Regions from separate parts of the Sus scrofa genome. Here region 2 is linked to region 1. The links are chromatin contacts, called in public Hi-C maps. All regions are on one chromosome and are shown on one strand. The core of a region is the stretch at or near the end of the contact, and the rest is flanking DNA. Distances in the headings are between cores, read along the strand shown. Region 1 holds the start of ANKRD1 (ankyrin repeat domain 1). Region 2 holds the start of PCGF5 (polycomb group RING finger protein 5).

What was found. A called contact is a pair of places that touch in the nucleus more often than the background predicts.
Region 2: a Hi-C map of fetal skeletal muscle shows a contact between it and region 1, with 2.0 times the contacts expected there. The contact joins the promoter of PCGF5 here to the promoter of ANKRD1 in region 1. A contact is called at or near these places in 6 of 47 Hi-C or Micro-C datasets (embryonic fibroblasts, fetal heart ventricle, fetal skeletal muscle and 3 more) and 1 of 2 datasets of contacts at active chromatin or transcription factors (skeletal muscle).

Annotation. Positions count from the first base shown.
Region 1 is chr14:102,611,299-102,614,467 of Sscrofa11.1, reverse strand. ANKRD1 (ankyrin repeat domain 1) reads left to right here and starts at 1,630. Exons shown (of 9, transcript NM_213922.1): 1 at 1,630-1,716; 2 at 2,379-2,558. The coding sequence starts at 1,690.
Region 2 is chr14:102,825,763-102,828,818 of Sscrofa11.1, reverse strand. PCGF5 (polycomb group RING finger protein 5) reads right to left here and starts at 1,679. Exons shown (of 10, transcript XM_021073244.1): 1 at 1-1,679.

The sequences.
Region 1 (3,169 bases), core at 381-2,880:
GCTTAAACAACCCATGACACTTCCCTCAAAAATACCTCCATAGTTCCCCTCAGTTTGGGTCAGGCCTGAAACAAAAAGGTGTAAGAAATGGTAGGAAAAGCTTCAATGACGACTTCTTACTTAGATAAAGAGCCAATGAAAATGGCAATAGTTGTCTCTACCTCAAAGGAAACACCAGTAAATTTCCTTTAAGTAAAACTCCTTTAGGATAGAACATTAGGAGACCAGAACAGACACACAGGAGTTGTTGGGAGGGTCCTTCTTCACCAGCCCTTTGGTTTTTTTTTTTTTTTTTTGGGGGGGGGTGTCAATATCTCATTCTGAAAGTTCCAGAAAAATCATCCCTGGGCTGCTTAGTTCAAGGAGGAAGAGAATGGCAGCTGTGTTTGTTGAGTGGGTACATTTGTGGGAGTGACGGACACAGAAAGGCCAATGTAATATCCTAATTAACACACTTCTCCATTCCGACTCCCTTTCTCTCACTCTGCCCTCCTTTCTTTTACTGAAAAACAAAGGAGGGGTTGTTTAAATGGCTATGGAGATAATAATTCCAGTATCTCCTTGAACTGTAAGGAGACCTAAATATTTTTACATAATTTAACACCTCAGAGATGAGAAACCAGAAACGGATTTTCACCGCACCTCAAAGCAAAGCTCTCAGCTCCTATGCAACCTGTCTCAAACCCTGATGCATCAGAATTGCTGAGTGCTTTGAAAAAAATACAGATTCCTAGGAACTCACCATAAAGCGACTCAGAATGTCCCACAGTGGGGTCCAGGGATGTGTCTTTTTGACAAGCTCCGACAGGTGAGTCTTTTATCCACAGCACCTGAGAACGCTGGCTCTCTGATCGAATCAAGGTCGTACCATAACTACATAGGTTGTCTCACACAACCTATCTCAAGACATTTCAGAAACTTTTTGAGTACTACTTGCTCCAGTAAGTATGCTGTTTTAGAAGGCAGAAAGCATGTCATGTGCTAATTATGGCCAGTGACACCATAAAACAGAAGTGCGTTACTGAATGCTTTCAATTTCTTATAATGATGGTAGGTGGCATGTCATGGGGCCTTTTTAGCCCCAGACATCACTCCAGAGAATTCCAAACAGATATAGACAAGGGCCATTAGGACCCAGATCCTTTCCTCTTGGGCTGTTTGCCCACGGGAATAGGATGTCCTAAAGCAACACTTCCCCCAAGTGACGTGTTGATAAGTCTGGTTATCAGAAAGATATTATTGGGGGTGTGATACACGGGGCATTTACATTTTCCTGATAGGCTTGGTCATATGAAAGCTGACAAAGAAGGAAAAGGAGCAGCGGTGTGGTGCAATGTCAACAGACAGCTGTCCCCTGGCTTCCCGATAAATAGGATGACTTGCATTGCTGAGCGGTGCGGTCACTGACAAAGGAATGGCCCTCTCACATTTCTTCCTGATTCACATATTCAGTGGGGTTACTTGCCCTCCCCTCCCTCTCCTGCTTCCCAGACACTGAGTCTGGAATGAGAATTCACCTGCCTCTGAGTTGGCCACAGGAGGGGGCGGGCTGTTACTTGGGTTCCCAGGTTGGAAGATTATCTCACCCGGCCCTAGCTATATAAACTGACGGCAGTGGAGGGGCTCCCAAGGGCTGACTCCAGGGTTCATCCCCCAGAAGAAAACCATACAGACGAACTTCAGGTCAACATGATGGTTCTGAAAGTAGAAGAGCTGGTATGTAAGGCATTATTTTACACAGTGGAAAACAGTGCAGCCTTGATTTTTATTTGAAAATTGAAATGCCCTTTTCTTTCAGGCATAATGCATAGGTACTCTGAATGTGTCATATATGGAAAATGGTTGGTTTATGTGGTGAAATAAGTGAAACTGGAAAAGATGGAGTTGCCAGGAATGAATTCTCTACCTACTTCCTATTTATTATCTTCTTCGGTTTTCTTACTAAAGTGTGGAATCACATATAGTTATCCAAAATGCCTTAGGGGAGAAGTTCTATTGCAAGAATATATATCTGGAAGCTACTACGCAAGGCAAGGGATCATCAAAAGTACCTAAAATGAAAGAATTTTAAATAATCTCGGGGTGGGGGGAGGTTGTTATGATTTTGCTAGGAAAAAATGTGATTAAGTGGATTAAAAGTAGATTTAAATACATCAACCTAACCTAAACCTTGATTTAGCCAAGACAGGAGGACAAGCATTTGAAGATAATCCCAGAACACTGAAGCAAGGCATCGCGGCCTGCCATCTGAGAGTGTGGGGCATGGAGGCCACTGTCAGCAGAGAGGGAGGCCCAGGGGCTCTCGCCGCATCCTCTGTGGAGAACGACCCCAGGACAGGCCCTGCTACTTCTGACCCTGCTGTCTCCTTCCCTTGCAGGTTACAGGGAAGAAGAACGGCGGTGGGGATGCTGGGGAGTTCCTTCCTGAGGATTTCAGAGATGGAGAGTATGAAGCTGCTGTCACTTTAGAGAAGCAAGAGGACCTGAAAACCCTTCCGGCCCACTTTGTGAGCCTGGGAGAACAACAGTGGAAAATTGAGAAAGAGCGCGAGGCCGAGGTAAGGACCGTCCATGAAATTCACCAGAGGGAGCTTGGAGGTGGAGGTGCCAGGCAGGAAGGAGAGGAGAGAGACAAAGTGAATGCAACCATTCCAATGACATTTCTTTACCAAATTCGAACCGATAAAGAGGCAACTTCAATGGGAGAAGCTGTAGGAAATAATTCTTTGGCAAGACTATGACCTCTGGATTCAGAATCAATCACTGAATGTCCTATAACCATGTTCTGACTGACAGACTCAGAAAGAGAAACGTGTCCAGTGAATTCCTGATGTCATATACTGCCAAGTTAATCCCAAGCAAGGGAGCCTCCTTTTTCTCACTGATGTGGTTTGTGGTCATTGTGATCACTCTTTGACTGTGGCCTCTTTCTGTGCTGACAAATGTATTGCTGGGTGAACTTTCATTACTTACTAACCACAGATGAAACATGCATTAGTGAGCTGTAGTTCCTGGGACAAGACCGTCTGTTTCATGAGCTCTGCTTAGTGGGGCACCTGAGAGACACTGGCATTGACATTTTAGAGCTTAAAACTTACCACTGGAGTCTTCTGAGTTAAAAGAAAAATCATGAGCATTATAGAAATAATTACAAAATCATCACTTAGAG
Region 2 (3,056 bases), core at 430-2,929, 210 kb before region 1:
TGTTAATCTGTCCCTTTGGAGATGATCAAGCTGATGCTTCCTTAAGAGCTGTCCCTGGGAGCTCGCAGTTCCTTCTCCTGTCTCCAGTTTCTCTGCTTGTAAATCCGTCCTCAGCGCAGCATTCAAAGTTGCCATCCCAAAAGTGACCTTGCCACATGACGCTCAAGAGCCTCCAACGACTCTGGTAACCTCAAGCCCCAATTCCTTAGTCTCAGAGTCCTCCATAGCAGGGCCTGCACCTTTCAGCCTCCTCCCAGTGACCAACCCTAACCCCCAAAACCCTTGTGTCCAGACAGCACCTCAGCTGCCCCTCCCTGCCCTTTCAAACTTGGTTTTGATCTTGATCTGTTCTCTGCCAGAAAACCCACAGCCACTTCCACTTGTCAAACTCGCGTGGACTCAGCTCGTCCACCATCTCCTACTATCTCTGTGCAGCCTCCTCAACCCCTGTGCAGAATCCCCCTTGTGCTATCTGCTTGGCTTGAGGGTCAGTCGTGTCTCCACTCTCTGCCCCCAGTAGGCTGTGGATTCCTAGGAACAGGAACCTGGTTTTAACAGGGCTCTGGGGATGAGAGAGAGGTGAATGCTCAAAGAATAAAATTGTGTCTGCAGCTCTGCTGGGACTGCAAAAACTCAAGACAGTCTCTGTCAAGAGAGTCTCCTGATAGACCATCCACAAACCTTATCTTGCAGAAAGCAAACATTTCCATAAACTGAGAATGCCCTCCCAGTGTGTCTCCACCTCAACACCCCTAGCTCTGTGCCCTCTATTCTCATCATGGGCACTTAATAATCCTTGGAGGAATACTACTGAGATGTTCCTTAGGCTGAGGCTCAAGGTGATCAAAGAGAGTATGATAAATCATGAAGGAATAGACACAAATGGCCACAAATCCAGTTGTTTTTATAGACAATTCCCTGGCTGAGTCTTTTCTTGTCTGGCAGTCACTGTGGATTCATCACTTTCCAATCAAACACTGGAGAAATGACCCTTCCTAACTCTTGGGGTGGCTGGATTTCTTTCTCTCACTAGCTGTGCTGCTTCCAGCCCTCCTGGGAAAGCTGTCTTTGAACTTTGAATCCAAATGAAAGTGAAGTTTTCCTTCCCAGGTTCTTCAATAGTGATAATTTAACCCAGATTATTAATTACAAAGCTGTGGAAAAGAACTAGAATTACAACTAGGGGAAGGTGAGGCAACCCTGAGATTAGCAACTCCTGGATGCCTCCCCCACTAGGGCTGGGGGGACCATGAAGGGCTTGTCCAGGGGGAGCTGGAGCCATGAAGGACGTGCAGCTATGGCTGGAGATACCTCCCAAAGCCAGAAGGAATCCCCTGGCTCCTTCCTTCCTCTAGCCTCCAGGACCACCCAGGGGTAGACCACATGGACAAGATGCAGAGGGCAGGGGTCAGAACCCCACCAATACAGATCAGAACCTAGAAAGGTGAAGGGAGCTGAGAGCGCTCTGGACTTGAGTGCTTCACTTGGTTACCTCTGGGACTCTTCCTCTGGGGTCGGGTTCTGCCTGGGCAGCACAGATTTTTCTTTTCAAGCCCCAGAACTCCTTTCCTCTTTTTCTCTTTGCCTTTTGTTCCCATTTCTCCTTCTATCCTCTGTTCTACCATGACCCCCATATGTTTCCTTTTTCTCTCTTACCTCCAGCTGTCATTTTTCCCTTTGTGTTCCCATATACCTCCTCCTGACCTCTCCTCCCGCCCCCACACACACCCTCCAGTCTCTTCTCACCTTTGCATATCCTACTCCTTCCTGGTCAGGATGGCAGCTTTCTCCAGCAAGGAGGTGAGCAGATTCCTATGGAGGTGATGGAATTTCGAACTATTGTTGTTATTATTATTAATTATTATTGGAACTATCATGTTGTTGTCTCTCTAGATACCATCCTAGATATTGCACCTGTGTTACCTCATTTAATCTCCACCTCACACTTGGCTGGGTACCATCGAGTAGAACTCTGGTGGTTTCACAGTTGTCTATCTCAGGGAAGGCTTTGCTGGTTCAGCCCCCTTACCCTTCCTCATCTCCAAGTGTCTCCCTCCACCCTTTCTTTTCCTTATCCTACATCTTTTCCTCTTATTAGCACAGATTATTTTGCCTAGATCCCAACCCCCAACAGTCTAATACATCTCCATTCTAAATATTCAAGGATTGAGAACAGCTACTTGAAGGGGGTGGCATTCCAGCTGGCTTTTGAAGGCTGTATAGAATTTCAATAGACGGAGATGGAAGGACATTCTTGTTGGAACAGTGAATAGTATGGTCCAACTTGACAGAAATGCAAGCAATGGCCAGGAAATAAAACCAGATTTCAGGCATTTGTTCTTTTGATTTCAGTTCTCTAAGACCACTTCTGAGTGGAAATGGTTTGTTTCTGAACACAAACTGACCCTAAGTGTATCAAGTATAATTCATATAACTCAAACCTTAACTTTTAAAGCCAGAAAGAAATCTAGACATTGTCTGACCCAACATGTCCATTTTTCAGGGCAGTGAGGCCTAAAAGACAGGTAAGTGGAATATCATGGTAATTACACCTGGGCATTAGAGTTTGATTACATGTATCAAATCCCTGCTTAGACAAATGTTAGGTTATAAGATTTTGAACTTCTCTGTGTTTGTTTCCTCATTTATGAGTAGGAAAAATGATAGAATGTATCTCATTGGGCTCTTGTAAGAATCAAATGTTTTTACAAGTGAAACACATAGCACAGTGCCTGGTATACAATCTGTCTGCAATAAATATAGATGAGTATGTTTTCCCATCGTTATTCAGCTAGTAAATATCAGAGCCAGAACAGGTTCCCCCAAATCTTTTAAGCATGATTTCACATGACTACTTAGCTTGTAAATACTAGCACCAGAACTGGTCCCCCCAATCTTTTAAGCTGTAGTTGAGTGTCCTTTCCATTACTAGAAGTAATGGATGCTTATTGAATAGCATGCATGGGACTGTGGTGTGGAAGTGCTCAGTTATCCTTCCAGATCCCATTGCTCTCGCATTTCCTGCTGCCTGCTCTGTTCCACCCTCTGCAATACCA